Regions from separate parts of the Hordeum vulgare genome. Here region 2 is linked to region 1. The links are chromatin contacts, called in public Hi-C maps. All regions are on one chromosome and are shown on one strand. The core of a region is the stretch at or near the end of the contact, and the rest is flanking DNA. Distances in the headings are between cores, read along the strand shown.

Region 1 (6,749 bases), core at 4,051-6,550:
GAAGCCCCCCCCCAAAGATGTGTCACTTTGCTTGGCAGGTGATTTCTGGTTCTCTTCCTACTTCGGTAGAGAAGCATCGGAGACATATGGGCACTAGGGCTACTTGTGCCCTATGCGGGCGTGATGAGGAAACGTCATTTCATGCTCAGCTGGTGTGCCCTAATGCTGTGATACTTTGGGACTCAATGCAATCGGTCTGGCCATTGCCCTCTTGGATGGATATCACCTGCACAGGTACGGAGTGGCTGTTTCATATGCTGGTGGAGGCGCAGGAATCCATTAGAAGCAGAATTGTTATGGTGCTTTGGAGAATCTGGTATCTACGGAATGAAATCATTCACGGCAAACCGGTGCCCCCGCTCGATATTTCTTGTTCCTTTCTCTCAAGCTACTATACTTCCTACAAGAATATATCCCTCAGCGTTGAGGATATGTTGAAAGGCAAAACACCTGTAATGGAGCTTACACCTCCTGTGGCCCCGTCAAGAAGCAATTCTGCTCGGCCATGTCCGGCCCCTGCAAGTAATGTGGTTGCCCTGTCTGTTGATGGTTCGTATAACCATGTCGATGGGTCAACGGGTTCAGGTATGATTCTCCGAGATGATAAAGGGACTGTTATCTTTGCATCCTGTTGTAAATTGTTCCATTGCAACGATGCTCTTGAGGCAGAATTACAAGCAATGAAAGAAGGGCTTCAGTTGGCGACTACTCGCTCTCCATTCCCGGTGGTGATGCAATCTGATTGTGTTGTTGCATTCAAGATGATTACTATAGATTCCTTTGATAGATCGGCTTATGGTCACTTAGTTTCAGAGATTAAGAGTTTTCTTTTGGATAGGGAGGTTTATCTTCTTAAAGTTAGTAGAGAACAAAACAGAGTTGCCCATTGTTTAGCAAACTTTGGTAGATGTGGAGATAGTACTGCTTGTTGGTTGGGTAGACCGCCTCCATGCATCACCATGTTGGTTGCTGAGGATTGTAACTCTATAAATTTGGAATAAAATCTCCCTATTCTGCGCAAAAAAAACATCATATGGGATCGGAAAATTTATGCTCGTTTCGAACTAATTTTATCGGAGTGTATGCCCAAATATTTAGATTGTTAGATGGATGGCATTTATTTTCTCTTCTTTCACAAAAACTAAGGGTTAATATTGAGTGAACCCTCCCATGTTGCACTTGTGTAAAAAAGATCAAAAATACTTGTGTAAAGACAAGTTGGCAACTACTCCCTCCGTTCCTAAATATAAGTCTTTTTAAAAGTTTCATTAAGAGACTACATACGGATGTACGTAGACATACTTTAAAGTGTAGATTCACTCATTTTGCTTTGTATGTAGTCCCCTAGTAAAATCTCTATAAAGACTTATATTTAGGAACGGAGGGAGTATATTGTGTCCTCGTATGATACTTCCTTCATTCTGGTTTTTGACCTAATCTGGAAAATCTCAGTAACCAAGTCAAAATATTGAATGATGGAATGAATTAGACATGTTGAGTCCTTTTTATAGATGATTTAGTAGAAAGCTTCTCCTCCTTAAGTATTCGAGTGTGAGTCTTGATCGCCTTGAGCTTGGTAGCAATTGTGTGTATCTCCTCTAGTTGAGGAGTACGACTCTCATCGCCTAGACCTCCCCCTCCATCTTGGCAGTAGCGGCCTTCTCCTCCTCAAGTTGTCGAGTATTAGGCTAGAAGTAGTATTGGGCCAATGTCTCATGGGTCACATCGAGGTTGCTCCACAAGCTGCCCACTCGGCTTTGTGCTTTCGGATTTGGTCGAAGGATTCAAGCTTGCTCTGGAGGAACTCAGCGTTATCCTTTGAACTCTCTTCTAGCCTAAGCAAATATGAGAAAAGAAGCATGCTACTCGAGAAAAGTCATAAGAATCCGTCGCTCGATTCCATGAACCCAATGGAGGATTGGGGCTACACCCAAGATGAAACCAACAAGCTAAGAAAGAGAACCTTTGCATGTCTCAAAGATCCAACCAGAGGATCGGGGGCTGCCTCCAGGTGGGTGCATGGGCAATTCTAGATTAACATTGATGCTTAGACATGAAGCATCCCTTTATCACCGGATGGGGCTTTCCAGTTACTAGATTAGCTATGTTGTTTAGACCATCGATACCCTTCCTTTGGGTCTTTTCAAAATCTAGGATCTGTTTGACGAGTTTATTGAGGATGCCCATCACCTCACCACAATCCTCAAACTCCTGGGTGTGGTCTATTTCCCACAGTACTTCTCCCCACTTCGTTTACTTGAACAAAAACTACTTGAAATCTACATGGAAAATAGGCGGAGGTGGCGGCATGCGACCAATGTTGATCCCTTCAATTGGTCCTATCACCAGACTATTGCTCATCTGCTAGGTCTCTGGAAGAGCGTTGACTCTAGCATCAGATTCCTTCGATTGGTAGGTGATGACCCACAAGTATAGGGGATCTATCGTAGTCCTTTCGATAAGTAAGAGTGTCAAACCCAACGAGGAGCAAAAGGATCTGACAAGTGGTTTTCAGCAAGTAATATCTGCAAGCACTGAAATTATCGGTAACAAGTAGTTGTGTGGTGAGATGATTCGCAGCAAGTACCAAGTAACAAAAGTAACAACGGTGCAGCAAAGTGGCCCAATCCCTTTTGTAGCAAGGGACAAGCCTGGACAAAGTCTTATAGGAGGTAAAACGCTCCCGAGGACACATGGGAATTTCTGTCATGCTAGTTTTCATCATGTTCATATGATTCGCGTTCGTTACTTTGATAGTTTGATATGTGGGTGGACCGGCGCTTGGGTACTGCCCTTACTTGGACAAGCATCCCACTTATGATTAACCCCTCTCGCAAGCATCCGCAACTACGAAAGAAGAATTAAGACAAAGTCTAACCATACCATTATACTAGTGGATCCAAATCAGCCCCTTACGAAGCAACACATAAACTAGGGTTTAAGCTTCTGTCACTCTAGCAACCCATCATCTACTTACTGCTTCCCAATGCCTTCCTCTAGGCCCAAATAATGGTGAAGTGTTATGTAGTCGACGTTCACATAACACCACTAGAGGAAAAACAACATACAACACATCAAAATATCGAACGAATACCAAATTCACATGACTACTTATAGCATGACTTATCCCATGTCCTCAGGAACAAAAGTAGCTACTCACAAAGCATAATCATATTCATGACCAGAGAGGTAATGAGTAGCATCAAGGATCTGAACATAAACTCTTCCACCAAGTAATCCAACTAGCATCAACTACAAAGAGTAATTAACACTACTAGCAACCTTACAAGTACCAATCGGAGTCGCAAGACGGAGATTGGTTACAAGAGATGAACTAGGGTTTGGAGATGAGATGGTGCTGATGGATATGTTGATGGTGACGAGCCCCCTCCGATGAGAGGAGTGTTCGTGATGACGATGGCGACGATTTCCCCCTCCGGGAGGGAAGTTTCCCCGGCAGGATCGTCCTGCCGGAGCTCTAGATTGGTTCTGCTCAAGTTCCGCCTCATGGCGGCGGCGAGTCCTCCGAAAAGCCTCCTCTTGATTTTTTCCAGACCGAAACCCTTCTTGTAGCAAAAGGGGGGAGCCAGAGGGCCAGCCGGGAGCCCACAAGCCCCCTAGGCACGGCCAGGGGGGTGGCCGCGCCTAGCAGGCTTGTGGCCCCTGCTGGCGCCCCTCCGGTACTTATTCGGCCCAATATTTTTTATAAATCCCAAAAAAAATCCACGTTGATTTTCACGGCTTTTGGAGTTGCGAAGAATAGGCATCTCAAACTTGCTCCTTTTTCAGGCCAGAATTCCAGCTGTGGCATTCTCCCTCTTCATGTAAACCTTGAAAAATAAGAGAGAAAAGGCATAAGTATTGTACCCTGAAGTGAAATAACAGCCCAAAAAGCGATAAATATCAACATGAAAGCATGCTGCAAAATGGATGTATCAGTGGGTACACATGGTGGTTGGCGATGTGTCATCATATTAGGAGGAAGGCGGTAGTGAAGGGACACTCTCAACACATAGGGTAGGTGGTGGTTAGGGGTCCATCATGAAGGGCATGCACCTCACCAGGTCCTAGGACACTTTGCTTGCCCTTTGGGAGCTCCGCTTTCTTCCACCTAAAACGAAAACATTCATGATCATTGTTACTCTTTCCTCCACTAATAGATAGATGAATACTACTCGACAACTTACTCACTCTGAGCAGGTTGAAAGGGAATTTCTCGGGCTTCTTGCTCTTACACGACGATTGTTCCAGCCGGTCACATGGAGTACTTTTGCTTGAAGGAGACCGTTCATGTTGCTTGGTCATGGCGAGTAGGGGAGTTGTTTTGGACTTCATCCTATGCAAGCCCTTTGATAACTCGAGGAATAATAGGTGATATGCTCATCCACCGGTAGCAATGACTTTGATACCGCCATCATCGTGAACAACATGGAGAATGTTGAGCCATTGGCGCTCTCCTCCAAGCCAACACAGATCACTTGACTTCATGAGCGCTCAAACCACACTGCACTAGGTGATGGATGACACGATGATGGTGGTGGAAAGCTAAGTGACGCCACTCGCAACGACACCAGAGGAGGGAGGAAGGGGAAGGGCCGTCTGCACAGTCACACCATGGTGAGGAAAAATAGGAAGGGGTAACGGAGTGTCATAAGACGTCTTCTCGCTAGTTTGTCGAATATTTGTTTGCACAAGATGCGGAAAAAATATCATTATTCACTTACTGCAACACACACTTAATGTATTTGGACAAGGCTATGGCTTGATCTTCCATAAGAACAGCTAGCCGAAACAATGCTAGGAAAACTGTTTATCTTTTTGAGTTTCCAGTCTATGACTAAGAATGTAAGTGGGGTGGACTGCGAACAATATAAACCATCAATCTAGTTCTTTTCCATTGTCAGTGTATTTGGGTTGTCTTTTCAATATACATAATATATTGTGTTCATTGATAATCGACCAGCTTCATTGGGTATATATACTAAATATATTTTAAGAAGTAATTATTTCAAGTTTTTGAAAAGAAAAGATCATCCCGGCCTCTGCATCTAAGAGATGCATACAATATTTTTATTAAATTATTTCATATTAAACATGTAAAACAATTCCATGTACAAATACATCTAAAATTTCACAATAAGGTATTCATGATATTATCAATTTCAAGTAGTTTAAATATAGTGGCAGGACACATGATTTCAACAAATTTTAGACAAGTGATGAACGCAGGACGAAACATGATGACGCTTGCACCACTACGTAATGACCATTAGAAGTTCCGGGTCGGATTTGGTTGAGCTCAACGGGTTTCCACCAAAACCATAAGAATCTTCGACCAGTCCACGGTCTCTCTCTCGCTTAGACCGTCCAGACAGAGATGTAAGTGAGATCAGAAAGTCCAAAACAATAGCCAAACTGCTGACCAGTTCAACACTTCCTTGAATGCCACTCTCTGTTTTGTTTATCCCTTTGGCCTTCATGCATTCCTGCCTTGAGGTTGTTATATAAAAATAGTTGAATATTTGGTCAACGTGTGGGATACATGACTAGGGGAACAGTGAATTCCATATGTTTAGGTTTCAGGTTAACTTCGACTGTCATTAGTTTGCAGGCATTAAATTGTGAACATCTATTCATGCATTCTCCTTTTTGTGTTTTGCTTGCTTTTCTAGGAGTACAAGATCACATCAGATTTTGAAGATGAAATATCGGAGCTGTTTGGTTTCCAGCCTAAGGTTGCCACGCCTAATCTTAGTCATGCTATAATACCTTAGGCATGTATTTGATTCATTGCCATACTTGTTGGCTTGTCACACTTTTTTAGTTATATGGTTCACATATCATACATTTAATTTTTTGTTAAATCTTGCTACACTTGTGGTGTTCATTTTGTTAGTCATACTTTGGCTAAGGTTAATTATGATAAAGTTAGTCATGAACCAAACAAACTCTCATCTTCTTTCTACCCCACGAGCGCGTGTGCTATTTTCTGTTGGTTTGGGCAATCTTTCCGTGTGTAAATGAAAAGCAGAGCCCAGAAAGTGATCTCTGAGAAAGAGGGGGAGGAAATTAGCGCGTGAGATCGTGGGAATGATTGAGATGACGGGCAGGGGTAGTCAGATTTTACGAGTTGGGGAAATGCATAGAAGCTTGACTTGACCGGGGTGTAGGAATCTTCAAGCCTCTTTGCGCGTCGTTTGAATGAAACAGGGACAAGGGAAGACCGAGAGTGCGTGCGCCGGCGACTCCAGCAATTGCAAGGCGCATTACGTATTTTTGGAACACTAATCTACGGTAATAACATTTCAATATGATCGTGATTAATTTATTTTTGGAACCCCAATTCTTCGTTGGGATAAATGCCGATGGCGGCGGCCCTGTGGCAGAGTCTCATAGAGACAAACGGGGTATAGTCGCCAAGCCAAGGACTTGTCAAGATGCGTCCACCGGGTATGGTCACCAAGACACCAACCAGGGCCATGCTAAGAACATCTTCAATCGTGGCTGTAAAAAATACGCACACGAAAAAAATTACATTTTAGCATGCATGAAACGATTGTGTACGTTTCAGTTGTTGCGGAAGATCCTAGTACACGAAAAAAATTACATTTTAGCAGGCATGAAAAGTTTGCACGTGACAGAAAAAGCGACCCGGTGCGCATTAGATTTGGCGCGCGGCGTCCGGCGCGCATTATAAATCCAACGGCTCTTCCACGCATCCTTTCACCGCTCCCACACGCCCTCTGCCG
Region 2 (7,250 bases), core at 4,583-7,082, 150 kb after region 1:
CGGTTCGTCCCGTTGACGAGGACGAGCTCGACGGGGGGGCCGCTCCTCGGGGTCCTAGCGCCGGGAATGGGACGCGGGGACTCACCCCGAGCCCCCGGACATGGCGCCCAGTGCCGGAGACGACGGATCGGCGGCTTGACGGGGGAGGCGCTGCACCCTCTCTCTCTGCTCACTCTCAGGACTTACCAGGGAAGAACGAGGGCACTAGGGAAACTGGCGGCGCTGGGGAGGAAAGGAGAGGGAACCCTAGGGCGGAGGAGGAGGGCTCGGGCTCCTTTTAACGCCTCGGGAGGCGAGCTCGAGCCGCTGGATCGAGAAGAGGGCGATCGGGAGGTTGAGCGCGCGTCGTACAGGAGGTGACGTCGGGAGGAAGAAGGAGCGCTCGCCAGTGGGCTCTAACGCCAGGGGTGGAGTCTAACTGGGCCAGCACGGGAGAAGGCTTACCGGGCCAGGGAAGGAATCAGATGCACAGGAAGTTTAACCAAATAGTCAACAGAGAAAAGAATGCTTTCAGGGAAGAAAAAAAATATTACCCAAGAAAAATACAGGGATAAAATTAAAAGGAAAAACCTGCTAGGCACAAGAAATAATAGCCCAATAGGGAAAAATAGGAATGCAATATTTGGAGATGTTCGAAATAAATGCAAAACAGTAATTAACCTACTGTTTTGTATTTATTTGCACCACCAAAATCAAAGAATCAAATCAGAAAAATTGCACCCCTTCATAAGCAATTTTTATCTACCCACTAGACATTTTAGAAACATCTGTGAGAAAAAGGAATTTTGACAAGAATAAAATAGGAGGGGAAAAGGAGTTTGAAAGCAAGAGCTTAAAAGACTAGCACTCCTCTTGCATCACACACCATTATCACATGCTCACAAGGTAGTGCAAAACCACCACTTAAACTTAGCAAGATCACATGCACTCACAACACCACAACACTACTCCTATCAAACTCAAATGCAACATGACCATGGCATGCAATCATAAGTATGGCAAGGAATGATATGTAATTCATGCATGCAAGGGAAGTAAGCACTAGGGAACACACATGAATTCATGGCACAAAATGATATCACCAAGATCTCTGACAAGGTGGCCCCACATGGAAGGTTACAAGAAAGGAAAGTCTACACTTGGGGCATTACAATAGGGCAAGGCAACGCAACAGCAAAATGCAACACCGGCGGTAGCAACTAACACAAGCTACGGCAAGCGGCATCAACAATTTACAGCGGCGACTAGCAGCTTGCAGCAATAGCGACATCCGGCAACAGCAAGCAACGGGCAACAACAACTACAGCAAGCTAGCAAGCAGCACAAGCATCTAGCCTAGAAAGCAAAACGGCAAGCAAGCACACAAGCAGCTACAGCAGCACTACGCAACAGCATCAGCAAGCAGCGGCATGGGTAGCAAGTAAGCACAAACAACTGGCAGCAGGAACAGCAACCTGCAGGCAGGCAAAAGCAAGAGCAGCCATACACCGGCAAGGCAAGCACAGCAACAGCGGCAGCCTAGCAACTACATGCACCTGCAGGCAACAACCACGGCAGCAAGAGCAACAACAAGAGCTTCGGCACAGCAACAACACAACAAGGCAGGCAGCATCTCGATAGCAAGCATGAGCTAGCAAGCAGGCCAGCAAGCAAATCGGCAGGGGAACGGGCGGCCAGCACCGGCGAGCTCGGCGGGCCGGCGCACCGCGGGCAGCAGCAGCTCGGCTCCATGGGGAGGTCGGGCACGCGGCAGGCGAGCAGCGCGGCAGCACGCAGCGAGGAGGAGGAGGTCGGGGCAAGGGCGAACAGCAGCGAGGGCCTGGCAGCGGCGGACCTGGCAGGACGGCGGCCGGCGGGGGCTTGCTGCAGGCGAGGCCGAGGCCATGGCGGCGGCGCGGCTGAGGAGGTTGGGGCGGCGCGCGGGGACACAGCACGGCGGGGCGGGCGGGGAGCAGGGAGGCGGAGACCACGAGCACGGCGGGGCACCGGCGCGGGAACAGCGAGGCTGGGCGGCCTACAGGCGGCGGCGGGGCATGAGCAAGCCGGCGGGGCGCACGAGGACGAGGGGCGAGGGGACTCCGGCGATGAGGGGGATCTCCGGCGGCGGGGAAGAGGGCACATGCGGCTCGGGACCTAGAGGGAGAAGGGGATCGGGGCCATGGGAATCGGGAGAAGGAGGCGCACGGGAGGACGAGGGGTTCGGCTGGAGCGCGCTAGGGCAGGAGAGGGGAGGCCTGGGGCCTTGGCCGGCTGGGCCTTGGGCCTGGGTTCCTCCTCTCTACCTCTATTTTCTGTTTTTTTTTAAACAGAACCTACCGCAAAACGAAAAAGGTTTAAAGAAAAAGGAAATAAAATAAAAGCTTTTGGGCTCCTTGAAAAATAAACTCCAACTATAAGAAATAGATTGGGCTTTTTAAACGAATAAAAATAAAACCTTTTGAAGAATTAGAATAAACCCTTTTTAGAAATGGAAGAGACTCAAACTTTAAAATAAAACAAAAGGAAAAAAATAAAGGTTACCCAAGGGTTGCCCCCACATATAATAAAAGGATTTTTCTTTAAAAGAAGACGGGCTTTTTTGAAGGGGTTAAAACTGAAATCTTTAGCAAAACCATAAAAATGAAATAAGAGGGGAGAGAAGGTTTACGTCCTCGGTGCAACAGGGTTTGAAGCGGCTCTGTTGCACCCACTCTCGTCACGCCAACGAACAACGCCACACTCATAAGCACTCACAAGCAACAATACGAAGCAACAAGCAACACCGACAAAACACAGTTGACATGATGCCATGCATGATGCGATGATGCAAACTAAATGACGATGCAACAAATAAAACTAATCACATGACGGAAACGGAAATAAAGGGGGAATCTTCTGGGACGTCGGTCTCGGGCTGTCACACCGATGCTCCTCCCCGTCAAGTAGGAGCACCTGGAAATGGCCGCCGCCGACGAGTCCACCCTCAAATGGGCACGGGACGACTACGTCCAGGAGAAGATGGAGCGTCAGCGTTGCGCCCTTGAGAAGATCGCCGCTCGACGTCGCGGCCGCGAGAAGGACGGCGTCGTCATCCTCGACGATAGTGACGAGGAGACGCCCGGACCGTCCAACCCCGTCCGCCACGACGACGAATGGCAAGGGTGCAGCAAGGAGGACGGCGGAGTGCATGACGATGACAACGACTGCACCAACTTCTACAAGTTTCTTGGCATTTAGAAGGCGACGGGCGGCGACGGCGTTGTAGTGTTTAAATTTTCGTTTTAAATTATGTTTTTAGTTCAGTTTGTACAAATATCAATGAGAACACTGAAATTCCTCGTTTTTGGTCGAATTTAGACCGAGTTAGATTAAAAAAAGACGTTAGGAGGCGACCTGGGGATGACTGGAACGAGAACCCCTCCGCCGACGCGCCCCAGGCGGCGCATGGGGGGGGGGGGGGGATGTTTGGAGATGTTCATATACTCGAGGTCTTGTTTGCTTTGTTTGTTCTATTTTTCTTAATTATTCTTAGATTTCTTTTAGATGTTATAACACGGACTTTAGATGTTTGGTGCACCGGCAACACAAAAAACTCCCCGTGCACAAGATATTCTCTCTTGAACACTCGTCGCAGATCTTCACTACCTGTGTTGCTGAAACTAAAATGATGAAAGATGTCATCTTGCAGTGTGCTTGGTTCCGAACAATCGCCTGTACTTGTTCTGCAATTCTTAAACTCGTATACATCATCCAGTGATGTGCTGTTTCATTGACAAAACTCCCTCCTCTGCACTTTCTGCAGATGATGAGTTGGTCTTTTTCTGAGTGTTATATATCTGTTTCTACTATCTGGTGAAGCACAAATAATATGAGTCGTCGCCTTTTTCCCTTGGTGATGTACGCTTGCATCTGCGCAAGTTCAGTTGGCCCCCCGATTGGCACTTCCTGTTTACACATTTAACTGCAAGCACACTGCTTGAGCAGGGAACAGAGCACCGCATGAAAATCAATCTGCACACCACTAATCAACTTTATTCCGACGAAGGCACCATGCAAATATAGTACAACTACTTGGTGCTAACAAGAATTCATAGTTCAGGCAACAGTAAGCTAAACTGAACAACTAGCAGAATAAGTTCTCTCCACAAAGTAGTCACTAAATCGCAGCGCAATGTCCATACACATCACAATAATTCATGGAACAAACCATGCGGCAAATCTTCAGAGGTAGTAGTAAGAAAGCAGAGGCATAGCGGCTAGGGCGAGGGTTGCCGCCGAGACCGGGGATCTGGTCGCTGCTGATTTCGACGGGCTTGGGCTGACGGTCGTTGGTGTTGATCCAGAAGTTGGTGAAGGTGCTGCAACATACATTTCGATTTCAGTCTAGTGAGATGAACTGAAGTAAGTTTAGGAGGATAGAAAGCAAAAAACCAACAATTTTTCAATCGAGGTAAACGGGTGGTTTTTCTCTATCAAACCGGATAATTTATCATCAGCTTTCAGATCACACCAATGAACAATTCTTGATGGTGAACTTAATACAAACTGATGTGTGCAAACAAATCACATCTTTTAGTATCTGATAGTACATTCTATCACTAATTGAACTGAAAGCCACAATTGACGCTTTCAAACATTTAGTGGTTGCCATCCATCATAATGGTTTGTCAATTCCGTTGTGTACGTGACATCGTAATGGTTTAGTGTAACATCTGTCTGCCATGCATCATGTAAAATTAGGATGCCATTGAAAAGCATCTCCACTATGACAGCAATACTTTATTAGGAATAGAATAGAGTACAATGTCTTCATCTATAGTACAAATTAATATTTTGAAGGTCTGTTATGTGCCAATTTCATTCTTTATGAATCTCAAAAGAACACCATTCTTTTTTGTGAGGTTCTTTCTAAGCGGAGACTCTCAACAACACGTAAATGTTCTGTTTTTTCACATGCAGACCGCTGAAAGATAGTCCTACTGTACTCCAGATGCCAGAGGTGTCCAGAAAGATTCTCTACAATCCAAGAAAGCATTGATGTTTATGCCATGGACACATTCATATGTTTCCCCCTTGATCTCAAGAGTGGAAAATGGAGGTAGAGATAAATCGACTCTAGGTCTCAGTAGATTTTTAACCGTCCATATAGGAGCATGTTTTGATGAGATCTAATCAAAGTAACTTTTTTCTGCACGGATCTACAGGAACAAAGAGAGGGATTCAAAATTTACGAACTGCAAAGGAGGACAGAGCGGGGAATTACCTTCAGTAGGGGCGCCATTGGGGGCTCCGCCGGGCAATTTAACTGCAGGGCCGCAAAAAAACAAAGTCAGATCAACACCACATGCGCGCGCGCGCCCCTCCACGAACAGTCGGTTGACTAGGTCACGAATCGACACGAGGAAAAGAAAAGAAAACCGGAACAAGATGGAGATGGGGAAGATGGCTCACGGCTGCAGTTGCTGAGGGCGGCCGGGTTGCCGCCGCAGGCGGCGGGGAGGCCCTTGGCGCGGGTGAGGTTGAGGGGAATGCCGTAGTCCTTGCCGAAGGCGTCGCAGAGGCATGCGACGCTGGCGGGGCTGGCGAGCGCGGCCTTGACGCCGGCGCAGCACTCCTTGGGCGGCTTGCCCGGCGCGGCCCCCGGCGAGATGTAGGGGAGGCAGGCGGTGAGGCCCGTGAGCGAGGAGCTGCAGTCCGCCGACGGCCCCGCCGCCGGCGCCTGCGACGCCGCGCCGGACGCCAGTGCCAGGACGGCCAGGACCGCCGCGACGGCGTAGTAGGTGGAGCGCGCCATGGTGGGTGGTGGGTGCTCGAGTGCGGGAGGGAGGGGGGGAGGGGGGAGTCCGGGGGCGGTCTGGTGGTGGACTGGTGGGCTGTGGGCGGCTGGCTTTAAAGGTGGCGGGGGCGGCGTCTCGGCGCGGGCAGTGAGGGAGGGCGGTGAGATTGTGTTGTAGGGTTTCATCTTCCATGGTGGTGGTGGCTATCGTTATCTACCGGACCGGCGTGCCGTGCGCACCGGAAGGCGGTTATGCTGGGTGGTTGGCGCGGGAGTCAAAGTCTCGAGCGTGCGACTGGCACGTTGGCAAACCGCCTTTTCTGCGTCCTAGGAAACGGTCTTTTTTTTAGAGACATAATGAAGGGTAGTGATTTTTTTTATTTTTTTGGTGTGGGCAGGGTAAATGAACGACCATGAGAATGATACAGTGCCATTTTTTTCCCAGCATTTTGGGCCCCATTTATGGAATCATTTCACAGCTATTTTTCGAAAAAAGGCAGTCTGTCGAAAAAAAGTGACGGAGGGCACACACACACATGATGACCATCCGTGCAGGCAGGCTCCGACTCGAGACACCCTGCCTCCAGAACAATAAACTTGAAAAGAACAGATACGACAAGGTCTTCCAATTAATTGTATGTGCTCTTACTTTTGTTTTTTTCTTTCGGAACGAAGGTGTAAGAGCCTGACTTTAAATTAACAAAGTCATCAACCGATCAGAAAAATATGAGCATCCACTTATAAAGGAAAAAAAGAAAAAAGAAACGACTGATACAAGGCACTTAAGCGAGACAACTCGTAGGCAGCAGCAGAAGCAAGCCAGAGCATCACCACGCTGCAGCCAACACCCTACAGGACGGTCTACATAGATAAAACTAAACTATGGACTATGAAGAAATGCATAACCATACAGGCTTCGTGATCACAGCCATTTCGAGGACAGAAATGGACCAGACCACCATTTGTTACCGTCGGTGCAACAGGACCCTCCCCTTTCATCCTCGCTCGAAGGATGCCGCACCGGCAATCGGCAGCTCGATTCACCCTATAATCTAAATAGATGGCATCCAAGCTGATCTGGAAGAAGTAACTAGAGTAGACCCGCAAGCCCGGGACACACTACTCACAAGCCCCGTCGTCGTCTGCGGTGAAGACACACCGGAAGGCGGGAGCTGTGGTCGACAGTCACAAAAGCAAGGGGGCACAGCTATGAGCAGGTCAAAGGCCACAGCTAGAATTGCCAAAGCACAAGGCTCCTACCAAAAGGTATACTGTAGCCGCCGTAGAGAGGAACCCGATCCCCTCTCACTCCAGCGACCACAACAAGGATCCTCTGAGCCTGCAGCCTATGAAGAGATAATGAAGAACACAATCCAAGTTGTCCCCCGCCACCATCACATCCACGACCAAACTCTTTCGTTGCCCCTGCGATCCCCGGACGGTGCCTCTAAGAAGGAACAAGACACAGACGTGTCGTCACCACCCGAAGCAGGGG

What was found. A called contact is a pair of places that touch in the nucleus more often than the background predicts.
Region 2: a Hi-C map of leaf shows a contact between it and region 1, with 5 times the contacts expected there. The contact joins the promoter of LOC123429676 here to the enhancer-like site in region 1. A contact is called at or near these places in 1 of 6 Hi-C or Micro-C datasets (leaf) and 1 of 1 datasets of contacts at active chromatin or transcription factors (embryo).

What each region holds. Positions count from the first base shown.
Region 1 is chr2H:89,006,316-89,013,064 of MorexV3_pseudomolecules_assembly, forward strand. No RefSeq gene overlaps it. Among protein-coding and RNA genes, the nearest start is that of LOC123429674, 4.3 kb to the left of the region's middle. Within about 2 kb of position 5,301, at least 1 of the 3 cell types and tissues checked has open chromatin away from gene starts, as enhancers often do. A contact at or near this core is called in leaf, where this site is marked.
Region 2 is chr2H:89,153,164-89,160,413 of MorexV3_pseudomolecules_assembly, forward strand. It overlaps LOC123429676 (non-specific lipid transfer protein-like 1), which reads right to left and starts at 5,833. Exons shown (of 4, transcript XM_045113687.1): 1 at 5,431-5,833; 2 at 5,243-5,284; 3 at 4,166-4,337; 4 at 3,992-4,097. The coding sequence starts at 5,773. The coding sequence ends at 4,201.